2 separate regions of the Mus musculus genome follow, and region 1 is linked to region 2. The links are chromatin contacts, called in public Hi-C maps. All regions are on one chromosome and are shown on one strand. Each heading gives the region's core, a stretch centred on a gene start, on an enhancer-like site or on the middle of the called end of the contact. The rest is flanking DNA. Distances are from core to core; before and after follow the strand shown. Region 1 overlaps Lhfpl2 (lipoma HMGIC fusion partner-like 2). Region 2 holds the start of Scamp1 (secretory carrier membrane protein 1).

Region 1 (5,847 bases), core at 161-2,660, 210 kb before region 2:
TAGTTGCCTAGGGGATCTACTCCTGCTGTGTTACAGTAACACCAGTGTTTCCCAAGAGGATGTAAATGCTTACTTGATCTCCAAAAAGTCTTGAAGCAAATTAGAAACAACTTGAGAAATCATGTATGTCAATAGAAAGTTGACTTGGGAAACCTTTTACCCATCCATTCACTTGTGGAGAGAAAATTTGATTCTTTTCCTCAGGGTTCCTAAAGCGTTAACAAGAGCCAGAAGGGTGTTTCCAGATTCCTCACACACTATTCCAAGCTTAAATGGAGGGCACTGTATGATGGAAAGCATATTCTCTGACAGCACTTTTTCTTTATTTAATTACTTATTGTGTGTGGGCTTTTAGCACAAACCTGTCCCTTGCCCCACGCTCTCTGGGGGTCTGTAACCACAAAAGAGTGAATGGGGATTTATATCAAACGACATAATTAAATGCTGCAGGTGTGACAGGGTTCTCAGGATTCATGAAAAAAAAAAATGAATGTTAAAAGATTGGTTTTTAACAGAGTCCTTATACAAAGAAAGCAGTCAGTTAATTACCTCCCACATCAAGTCCAAGGTGCCCAGAGAGGACTTCTGTAGAGGAGGCAGGAACCAAGCAGAGGTGACACCTGTTTGCATGCCCGCCTCTACCTCTACTTTTACAGCACGAGCCAGTGAGGCCTGGTGTGGCTCACGTTCTCTTCCTTCCCAGACCTCAGGCAGGAGGGCTCAGCTCCATGATCTGGAAGGCACAGCCAGTCATGTTCGCTCCACGGGACCCCAGGAGAATTCAGTGAAGCAAAAGGTTTATGGGTTAAAGTTGAACCCTTGAGTGGTCAGACCTTCCCGGAAGTTTCCCTGACTGTTCCCTCTCTGCTCAGGCCTCAGGTTGCATGTCAGCTGGGGCTGTTTTCAGGCATGTAGGATATACTGTGTTTACCTACTGTCTTGAATTGCCTGTCCTCCTCAGAGTGGAGATTGCCCCTAGGCAGTGTCCTTTGCTGGGCAGTGTCCTTTGCTGGGCAGTGTCTGCCACTGGGCAGTCCGTGTCTTACCACTCCTGTGTTTATTCTGGCTCCAGAACAGACAGGGACTCTGGAAACTGGCGTTCCCCAGGCCTTCCTCTGCCTTTGAGATCAAGAGACTTCTGGAGTGTGTACGTTCCTGTGAATTAAGATTAGTGGCCACTTAACAGATTAAATTTTCCCTGTGGTCCGATTTATTAGAGAGTATGTGTTTCTTGGGAAAATTGCCTTCTGGGTGATCAGCAGAGTTTGTGGGCTTACTTCCTGGTCTAACATGTAAGTTGGAAAGGGTGAAATGAAGCCCTAAACCTGGATAAGAAGTGTTTACATTTGTCCTGGGAGAACCAACATACCACGTGTCGTTTACAGGCTTGGCCTGCTCATGGCAGCGTGTACCAGCCTAGTAATGTAATTTATGTCCCTCGGGGAAATGTGGTTTTATGTGCTGTGTGTCAGTGTCACTGAAACCTTGTTTTAAGAGGAAAATAGCAATTAATGTTTGGAAATAGGAAATAGCTTTACAAATTTGTGGTGGAAGAGACCCAATAAAAATGAGGTTCCGGCATTCCCCGAAGGTGAATGTAAGAGTTTATAAATGGTGTTTTCTGTCTGGGAGCCTTACAGCCTCTGACGTGTAAGCCGTAGCCCATGTATGACTGCTGCAGAGCAGTGGGTGTCAGATAGGGATACTGTTGGGAAGATAGTAATCACATAGCTATACAGGCTGGCACCTGTGTCTTCTTAAGGACAGGTGGCAGAAGGCTGGGCACTGTTTGGTCAGATGAGGCCAGGTCTGTGTTGTGGCTGCTATTGTTCCCCTGCTGGGAGATGACAGGTGGGAGAGCCTGCTTGGGAAAGTCGCTGTTAATCTGTAACTCTGGGTTTGCCCACTTACATGTATAAGCATCTCCGTTCATTGTTTTAAGAGACAAAGGGCCAGGCCATGGGAGCAGCCTTTAAAGATGTGTGTGTGTGTGTGTGTGTTTGTTTTTAGTATTACTGATGATGGCCACCTAAATTAGAGTTCTTGCATGGAAGAATGGCTCTACCATGGGAACTGGGGACTTCAGTCTTTCATGGGAGATCTCTTTAAAGTGAAGTATTTCTGTAAAGCCAAAGCAGATCGCAGTTAACTCAGAACGCTGTCTGTGAGTGTAGAGTTCAAAATGGAAAAATCACGAAGAAACCCGAGTAGCCCTGCTTGGCTTAGCGGTGTGTGTCTTGAAGTGGGGATTTTTCAGGGCTGACTCTGTTGACATTTGGCATTGGGTCTTTCTTTGTTGTGGATGTCCTTCAGGATGTTTAGCTGTATCCTGGCCTCTACTCCATCAGCAGGCAGGACCACGGGAGGTGTCTGCAGATATTGCTGCGTGAGTTAGTCCTTGAGAGGGAAGGATAGCACACCAGCTTTCCAGGCTGAGAACCATGGATTCCTACTGTATATGAACCTGTTTTTTTTAGAATACAATTTTCTGTGAGTTGCTGGATCCTGAGGGCTTTCCAAAGAACTGGGTTGTGTTAGTTTCATAACCCATTTGGTGATGCAGGGTTTGCTGCAGGAAAAGCGAAGGAATCTTATATCTTTGCTTTTTCTTCGGCTTGTAACCAGAGAACCCTTATTCCCCTCCCTCCATCCCTCCCTCTCTCCCTCCCTCTCTCCCTCCCTCCCTCCCTCCCTCCCTCCCTCCCTCCCTCCCTCCTTCCCTCCCTCCCTGCCTTCCAGGTCAAGCCCAGGTTCCTTGAACTCTCTATATGGCTGAAGATGACTGAATTTCTGATCTTCTTGCCTCTACTTTTCAAGTACTGGGATTTCAGGGCTGCACCACCACACCTGGTTTATACACTGCTGTAGACAGAACCTGGCGTTTCAATGTATTAGGAGATCAGCATATCCTTGGCCCATAATTAGGAACCTTAAATATCTTGATGTTCTTTGGCTCTCCTTTTCTATTTGCTCTGGTGGTTGGGATGGGGCTGTCTTTCCTCTCTTCCTGTGTCACCCCCCAGGGTTTTGGGATATAGAAGGGGACTGTTCTGCAGACCTGTAGAGACAGGGGTCCAGGAACCCTGACTCCCTACACACACATTGGCCCTGCAGGGTTCATGCTCTGCAAACTGGCAGTGGAGGTTATGACAAAATGTTTCTGCAACATATGCTGGAGGCAGCCTTGATCTTGATTTATAAACTGTGACTGGCTGAGATAAAACAAGTTGGTGGGATCAAGTAGCTGAAATCCCAGGCTTAGGAGCCAGACTGCTGTAATGTTTATCAGCTGAGAGATCTCTGGGAGGTTATGTGAAGTCTCCTTGCTTCGGTCCCCTCCCCAGTAACTTGAAGGCTTACTCTGCTTGATGGGTTTCTGTGAAGGCCATACTAAGGATGTCTCTGGTGTTTTAGTGCTTGCTTCCTTTTGGCCAGACATCACCCTAAATGGTGCCTGTTTTTTGTTCTCTCCCCGTTTCAAATCTTCTCATTATTTACTTTTCTTTTTCTCAGCATGAGCTACAGTGATGCCCGTATTTGTGGAGTCAGCATGGACTCTATAATCTTACGTTCATATAGAGCAATGTCACTTTGCATTTGATGACTCCTAAGGAGACTGGTAGCATTACTTTGTATGTCCGTGGTGATGGATGGCACGTTTGCATGCCACACACTGCCAGGAATCTCCGTGTCTGCCTTAGAGTTGCTTTTCCAGTTTCAGACACGAAGCTTGGAAGAGGGTCCCTTTCTTCAAAATGAGCAAGCTTTGCCCAAACGCTCATATGCTTAGTGTGGGTGGCATCTTCCCACTTTCCTGACACCCAGTGGAGGCTGGGGGACGTGGATGGAGTGGCTCTAGATTTATTTCTAGGGCTGCTTCTTAAGAGACCACCTGAAGATTATTGTAATCCGTTTGCAGGTTTTCAGGCAGAGCAGACACAGTCAGGCTTCCTCCAGGGCGTTGAGGATGGCTGCCGCAGGTTCAAGGCCAGCGCTGTGCAGGTAAATGAAACCTTTTAAACTTAGAGGCAGGGAGGTGAGATGGCTCAGAGGGTAAAGCCATGTGCCTCCAAGGCTGAGGTTCCTAGTTCAATCCTCAGAACCCACATGGTGAGAAGAGCAGATGGATTGCTCTAAGCCATCCTCCGGCTGTCACATGTGTGTGGAGAACACACATACATGCATATGCATACACACAAGATAAGTTTTAGAAAAGTAATAAAACATGGAGGTAAGCCCTGCCATCCACTGACAACAGTGGCACTCAAATTAAACGTGATTTCTAAGACCCTGCACTTTGGGGCTTTCTCTGGAGACCAAGAGAGGAAGTACTCTGAAGTGTGAACTACTGGAGTGTTTAAAAAAGATAAGTTACTTAGTGCTTCCCACTGTCTTCCCAGCGTCCTTTGATGGAGATGTTAGCCAGCCTCCACCCCAACCTATTTTCTACCTTATAAATCTGAGTCATTGGTGGGACAACTTTCCCAAGATTGTGAACTGCTTGGATCACAGCTCTGCCTGGTTGAAAGCCTGTTTATGTCACTGGCCTGGCTGCCCTTTCCCTGAATACGGACTGGGATGGGTGGCCCAGTTTGAGCTGACTTAAATGTTTGAATCTGAGACTAATACAGAGGGATGAAAGCAGGCAAACTGAAAACAGCGACCATTCGTGGCATCTGCTTTGTGCTGTGCACAGGACATTCATTATCATGAATAATCTCCCCTCCACCCTAGCGGGGACTGGAACCTTTCTACAGAGCTAGCAGAGATTCTGTGAGTCTACGTCGCTGTGTAAGTAATGGACCTAGCAGGTGGCAGAGCGGAGATGTGAAGCTGTACTGTGGAAAGGCTGGAAAGGTCGCCTGGCCTGGCCTGGATACTTCTAGTTATTGCCAGGGTGCATGGGATAATCCTGGACCTCCGAACCAGGAGAAGTGAGCACATTCGCCAAGCCTGGAAGCTCTTACTGGGCCAGCTTTAGGCATCTTTTATCTACAGTTCTCAGTGGCTTAAGAGAGACAGAAGGAAGCCCACAACAGAAGTAGAAGGTGGGAAAAGGAGGCATAACCGCTGCCCCTTGGGTATACCCGGGAAAGGGCTTAAGAACAGATGTTATCTTTGAGTCCAGCTGCCCGACCGTGGAGGCCTTTGTCGTCTGTTGCTTCTTGTCTGCAGACATGCGTGGAGGTCACTGGGGAGACCAGTCACTGAGTCTGCCCTCAGGCTCTTAGTCTACTCTGAGCATTCTGAAGGATGGCCCTCCTCTAGATTTCTTTCATTAGACTATAATCTCCCCAGCACGTTGGAGACAGCCTTAGGGCTCCTTAAACACCTTCAAGTTCAGTGCTTTCCAGACAGCTGCAGGCACCAGGCTCTGGGCTCCCATTCTTTCCCGGGGCCATTTTCCCAGGAGTAATTCTGGGTGCGGAGAGGCAGCCTTTGTGTGGCAGGGATGTGCCACAGGGAGGTAGCTCACTGCTTATTAGCTTACTCTTTCGGTCAAATTATTTTTGTTGCTGTTAAAAATTAATTTTAATAATTGGCTTTGGAACAAGCTGCTGGATAAGTGTGCCAACTTTTCATGCCCAATGAACTTTTATAGCAAGCTCACCCCTCTTTATGGGGTTATTAGGGGGATGATATTTGTAAAGCTCTGTAACTGTGGAGAGGAAGGCTCCATCTGGATAAATAGCAGTCATATTTTCAGAGTTCTGGAGGACCGATTACACAGGGGCATGCCCCACGTGAAAGATGCCAATCACGGTCTGCTGCAGCGATTTGCTCTGGTGCATAGTTTCCTGCTTTGTTTTCCTAACATTACACAACTGTGTGAATAAACATCTTCAC
Region 2 (5,637 bases), core at 1,094-3,593:
TTACAAAAGTTTCCTAACACAACAGTGCCGGGTGAAAACAACATCCCAGAGGCCTGAGGTGTGCTGACGAAGGCCGCTAATCCAATGATCAGGAGTTCAAGGCCAGCTTTTGTTACAAGAGTCTCAAAAAACAAATACACAAACCAACACCAAGGAGGAATGAACTATGGAGCATGGATAACAAAATGTCAACACCAAGATTTAAAAAGAAAATCGACCAGAAAGTAACAGTAAGAGTCCTGGGAACTTTGTAAACAAGGGCATGAAAAAGAAATAGTATTTCAAAAGTCACTTCTACCCAAAATGAAGCAGAAGGAAAACAACCTCCTGTAGATATAAAGGTTCCTTTGAGAGACAGAAGGGTAACTAGTTACAAATGCAAAGATAAAGCCAGGGACACTGTCTGTGGTGTGACAGTCACTACAAGTGGAGAACCACGGTACAAATACTCAGCCAAACCTCCTTAGACACAAATTATCCAGACTTTAGAACATTCTATGGACTTGGATAATCACTGTCCTGAATGCATCTCCTTACAGAAACAGAAAATGTTAATCATTTTCTTCCATGATTAATACTTAAAACCTATATGTGTTTAGAATTATCACAGCAACCTTATGCCCAGCAGAAACGGGAGGTGTCATGGTAAGATCACATATTACAAAATATCAATTTGTGATAAGAAGCTAGGATCTTGCCCTAACAAGAGACTAATATGAAAGGAACTGTGAACTGGATGTCCAGATATAAAACCAACAGCCTTGTGGTTAGATGCTTAAAAACAGCATCACTGAATTATCTAAGTTAGGAGAGACTAATGGGCTCTTAATGTTTCATCTCTAATTATTTTTAAATGACACTCACTTGACAAATTATGAAATGTTTCTTTTGGATATCCATAATATCAGAATAATCCAATTTTCACTACATGGAAGTGAGTCCAATAGTAAATGAAACAAAAACTTCAGGGGGTTGAGGGAGCATGGACCGCCCTTTAAAGTGTACCTGAGCCTTTTATCTGCAATTACAGAGTTTGGCAGGCTGAGGTAGAAGGAAAGAAAGTTCCAAAGCCAGGTACACTACCTAGTGAGACCCTGTCTCAAAACAACAATGAAAACCAAAACAAAAAAGCAAATGAATAGATCGGGAGGACCAGGTGTTGAAAGTTACAGTCAACTCAACCATAACAGCTTTCTCTGTAGTTTTGCAAAATGAGTCCAGCTGTCAGGTATAAGGGGGATAACTTCATTAAAAGAATCCTTCATGAAGACATGAGGTTAAAACCATCAGAACAGGGGTGCCTTTTGCTTCAATATTGCAGGTAAGCCACAAAAGGACTAAAAAGAGGTAAACCCAACAGGCCAGAAGCAGCACTTGGGTGCCCACAAATTAGTTCCTACTTCACCTTTGAGACTACAAATTAAAGTTTGAGCTGCACACAGTCAGAGCAATTAAGAAAGAACTAACCAAGCCAACAGTTGGAAGAAATTGCCTTGCTATGCCTCACAGTCTTTAAGAAAACCAAAGTACTTTTCAAGGCAAAGTTCTCGGACGCGGCATTAAATTTTAGAGCAGATGCCTAACATTTAAATGGCCTGCCTAGGCATTTATTTCTATGCCAAGCCCTTCTGAGGCTTGGGATCCGATCAGGTCCACTCCATGAAGGAAAGAGCTCACTCACGTGAGGAACGGAATCCTCAAACAGCTCGGATCCCCGGTGACGCACTCCCAGCTTGGAAAATGGCCCAGGGTCCACCTCCCTAACAGCAGCTAGGTGGGGAGATGCCCGTGTGCACTATTGTTTCCAGATGTTTATTTATTTTTAACTTCTGTTTGATGCCCGTTCCCCTAAACTGGGCCCGGTGGGGAAGGGGGCCTCTGGCAGCGCCACTGGTGGCTCTGGGAGCAACCGAGTTTTGATAATAAAAAACACCCCTTTATCCTTTTATCGCAGCGTCCGTGTATCCGCGCCTCTCTCCCGCACACCTTGGCCGTCACCGGCACGCAGCGCCGGTGCCAGGTCCCCATGACAACCCCAGCCCGGGCGCCCCGGCCTCCCGGCCCCCGCCCCGCGGCCCGCCGTGCCGACCGGACTAGTGGCGGCCACACATGCCCCGCTCCGCTCCGGACCCGGCTCCCGGTCCGGCCGGTCCGCGGCCCGGTGCGAGCCTCCTGGCTGGTGGCGCGGCCAGTGGTGACGCTGCGTCCCGAGACCCTCCCGACAGGGCCTCCACGGCCACCGCGACGCCCAACGCGGGCCAGGGCCGCGGCCGGGCGCTCACCTTGAACGGGTTGTTGAGATCCGGATCCGCAAACGGGTTGCTGTCAAAATCCGACATTGCCCCGGCACTGCGCGTCACCCACCCGAGCCCGGCGCCGAGACACAGACGAGGCGAGGCCGCCGCCCCCCTGCGCGCTCACGTCGCCGCCGCCGCCGCACAGATCCGGGTGCAGCTCGCGGGCCACCGAGCCGGCCGTGCCACTGAGCATGCCCGGTGCGGCGGAGGCCCGCGGCGCCCAGCCATCCGGCCGTCCCTTCCCGCCTGGATCTGCGCTCCGGGCTCTGCCTCCGACCGAAGGGCGAGCGCAGGCGGAGGGCAGGTTCCAAGCCCCGGGCCGTGGACCCACCTAGTGCGGCTTGGGGAAGGGGTGGTGGCCTGTGTAGGGGAGGACGGTGCGCGCAGGTCCCACGTGGCAGGTGGGGGAGACAAGACTTGGAGAGCGAGTAGCTGAGGTGCGAAAACATCCGCCGCAGACACCAAAGATTCCAGACCCCAGAGAGGATAGGAACCCTAAAGCAACTTAAAACATCGCTGCCCGACACACCCCAACCTGGGAAACCCAGCCGGTCCTCCGATCCCAGGTTACTGCGAAGTCACGGAAAGCGGCTTCGCGCTGAGGATCCGGAGTTGCTCCAAGAAAAGGCAACATTCACTGCGGGGAGGGGGGGGGGGCAGCCTCTGTCTCCCATCCTCCCTCCCCACTCATAAATAATGGGGGGTGGGGGCACGTGGGACGGCCGAGTAGGTGGCAGAGTCTATCGACCCAGACCCTCAAGTTACTGATAATGGAAGAGAAATTGTTGACGTTTATTTTCAGGCATTTGGATGCAGAATACACACCTCCTAATATTTGCCTTTTTTCTTCCAAGTGCCGGGAATGATTATTGAAAACTACAGTAAATGACATATCAGTCATTGCACCACCCGGAACTTGTTGAGAGGACATGGCTTTCTCAACTCTATCCTTCCTTCCACTTTTAACAGAAGGGCACTTGGGTGAACCCAGAATTATTTTTATTTGGCAGGGACCTAAGAACTGGAAAAACCCAGATTTAATTATCCATAGCTTTTTGAGGGCCTTGCGCTAGGCAAAGTCACCTAGGCAATAATAACTTTCCCCAATGTGAAAGCGCACCCACCCACCCACGCACAACGTGCTGTAGTCTGGTAGAATCCAGGTTGGGATGACAAAGCAGCTGCTTCTAAGGCAGCCAACTAATTAGGAAGTAGGCATCCAACAGTGATCACCACAAGGTGGAAAGAATCTAAGATTGGGGGCTCTGCTCCCAGATCCTCGGCAGCTGCCTGTACCTGGTTCTGACTCAGGGTTCAGCACCTGTTGAAATCCAAGCTCAACTACAAAAGTTACTTTGTGCTCCTGTGCTAACCTCTCTGAGTGTTAGAGGCTAAAGAATAAGTATGAAAAACTGCGTAAAACGTGCCCCGCATGTCTTTAAATCCAGGTAAATATTGGCTGAACGTGTGCAAACAGCGAGGGTACCTACCCTGCCCCTTGTTCTGTGGGTTGTCTCATCTCTCCTGAACCTGACCTTATCCAGCTGATTCCCATTGTTTGGGCTCTCAATCCTTCCAAGGATCCCCCAGATGACTCAAGTATTCAGACTATTATACTTAACTTCTGTGTTCCAAGCCCATAGAGATCAGCTGAGCATGCAATGCCTGGTGGAAATTTCCAACTGTACTCTCTCTCGCTCTCTCTTTTTTTTTAAGCTAAAGATGCACTCACTGCTCCAACCCCACGGAGTTCCTGGGCAGACACCCAGGCCTGTGCGTCTCCTAGCCCCAAGAGTTTGCATTAGGGTTCCCAAATAGGGACCCTGCATCTTCATTTTTAAAAAGGTCTTTATATAAATGTTATTGTGTATAAATTCCTAAAACAGGTTCAAAACATAACTATGGGCTGTTATGATTTTGTTTCCTAGTACTGGCATTAAAATACCCTGGCAGAAAGCAATCCCAACAGAAAGGAGGTCTATTCGGCTCACATTTCAAGTTGTCTATTGTTTCAGTACATCAAGACAGGAACTTGGAGCAGCTATTAACTCAAATGTAAGGAATGATGGTGCCCACGAGGGTCTGGCTCTTCCTATATCAATTAACATAACCAAGCCAGTCCTGTGCAGCATGCCCATTGGCCAAACTACTCAGGCAATCCCTCATGAAGCCCCCTCCTTCCCAATGGTTCTATGTGTGTCAGACTGACAACCGAAACTATCCATGGATTCGGCTTGACTTTGTTTAGTGGTGGTGGTTTTGTCTTCTCCTACCAACTTTGTATTCTCAACATTATTACGTACACTCTAATGCCACACCTATCCCTCAGTCTTGCCAACCTTCTTAAGCTCTTGCTGTCCTGACACTGGAGAAACAGGGTATGACCCATGTCCCCAGCCTGTTTTCCTCTCTGGGACATGTGCAAAGTTACTAAGTAAGCTGTGTACTTGCCAAGGAGACTGCCTAGGGCTTCTTCACCATGACACAGAAATATTGTCACTTTTTATTTGAACGGTGATGGTAGAGTGGGGGAGGGGCTTGAAAGCATGGCCTAATGGAAATCCCTCCACATTAACTGTTTCTCCAGCATTATTTTGAAAACTGCAAGACTCGTGGCGTGGTCTGTGAAGGGCCTCACTCATTCATTAGTTGTTCTGAAACCAGACATTACAGGTCCAGGAAAGACCCTGACCCTTTCGAATCAGGACAGGTCCAGTCATTTAGGGATGCACTTTAGTCTGGTCATTAGTAGGGGAGGAAGTGAATCGGGAGATGGGAAGCAGGCTGCTGCTTTTTCTAGGCTCTACCTTCTGAATTGGGCAGGCCAAAAAATGACTCAGAATTGGTTTGGGGTCTCAGCTATTTGTGACCTGGGTCATAGCACCTTTCCCATCTGAGTTTCCAAGGCTAGCCCATCACCAATTAACCTTTCTTTCTTTTGGGAAGGGGTGGCTTGGGTTCCTGAGCCCTCTAAGTGCTAGGATCACTGGCTTGCACCACTCACCCAGTTTAACAAGTATTTCCTGAACCCTACTGAGAGGTAAGCAGTGTTCTAGATGTTGTGGATAACACAGTTTACCAGATACAAGAGGAGGGCCTGTGGAAGCCATCGAGACACCTCAGCAGATAAAGGTACTTGCCACACAAGCCTAGCAACCTGAGTCCAATCCCCAGAACCCATATTCCAGAAAGCTGTTCTCAGACCTCCTGGCATAAGAGAAAGAATGAAAGAGTATGCCATCCCCACCGCCCATTGCTCTCCGGAAGCACGTGCACAAGTGGAAGTCAGAGGACGATTCGGGCCTTGCTCCCCTTTTCCCATCAGATGAATTCCAAGGAT

What was found. A called contact is a pair of places that touch in the nucleus more often than the background predicts.
Region 1: a contact with region 2 is called in a Hi-C map of the N1E-115 cell line, with 4 times the contacts expected there. The contact joins the enhancer-like site here to the promoter of Scamp1 in region 2. A contact is called at or near these places in 4 of 39 promoter capture datasets (cranial neural crest, frontonasal cranial neural crest, pre-B cells and 1 more), 3 of 484 Hi-C or Micro-C datasets (the N1E-115 cell line, embryonic fibroblasts and nephron progenitors), 2 of 115 datasets of contacts at active chromatin or transcription factors (extraembryonic endoderm stem cells and pancreatic cancer cells) and 2 of 9 other capture datasets (adipose tissue and liver).

What each region holds. Positions count from the first base shown.
Region 1 is chr13:94,072,136-94,077,982 of GRCm38.p6, forward strand. All of the region lies in intron 1 of Lhfpl2 (lipoma HMGIC fusion partner-like 2), which reads left to right. Among named protein-coding and RNA genes, the nearest start is that of Lhfpl2, 17 kb to the left of the region's middle. Within about 2 kb of position 1,411, at least 37 of the 459 cell types and tissues checked have an H3K27ac peak or open chromatin away from gene starts, as enhancers often do. A contact at or near this core is called in the N1E-115 cell line, adipose tissue and extraembryonic endoderm stem cells, where this site is marked.
Region 2 is chr13:94,282,938-94,288,574 of GRCm38.p6, forward strand. Scamp1 (secretory carrier membrane protein 1) reads right to left here and starts at 2,344. Exons shown (of 9, transcript NM_029153.1): 1 at 2,283-2,344. The coding sequence starts at 2,339.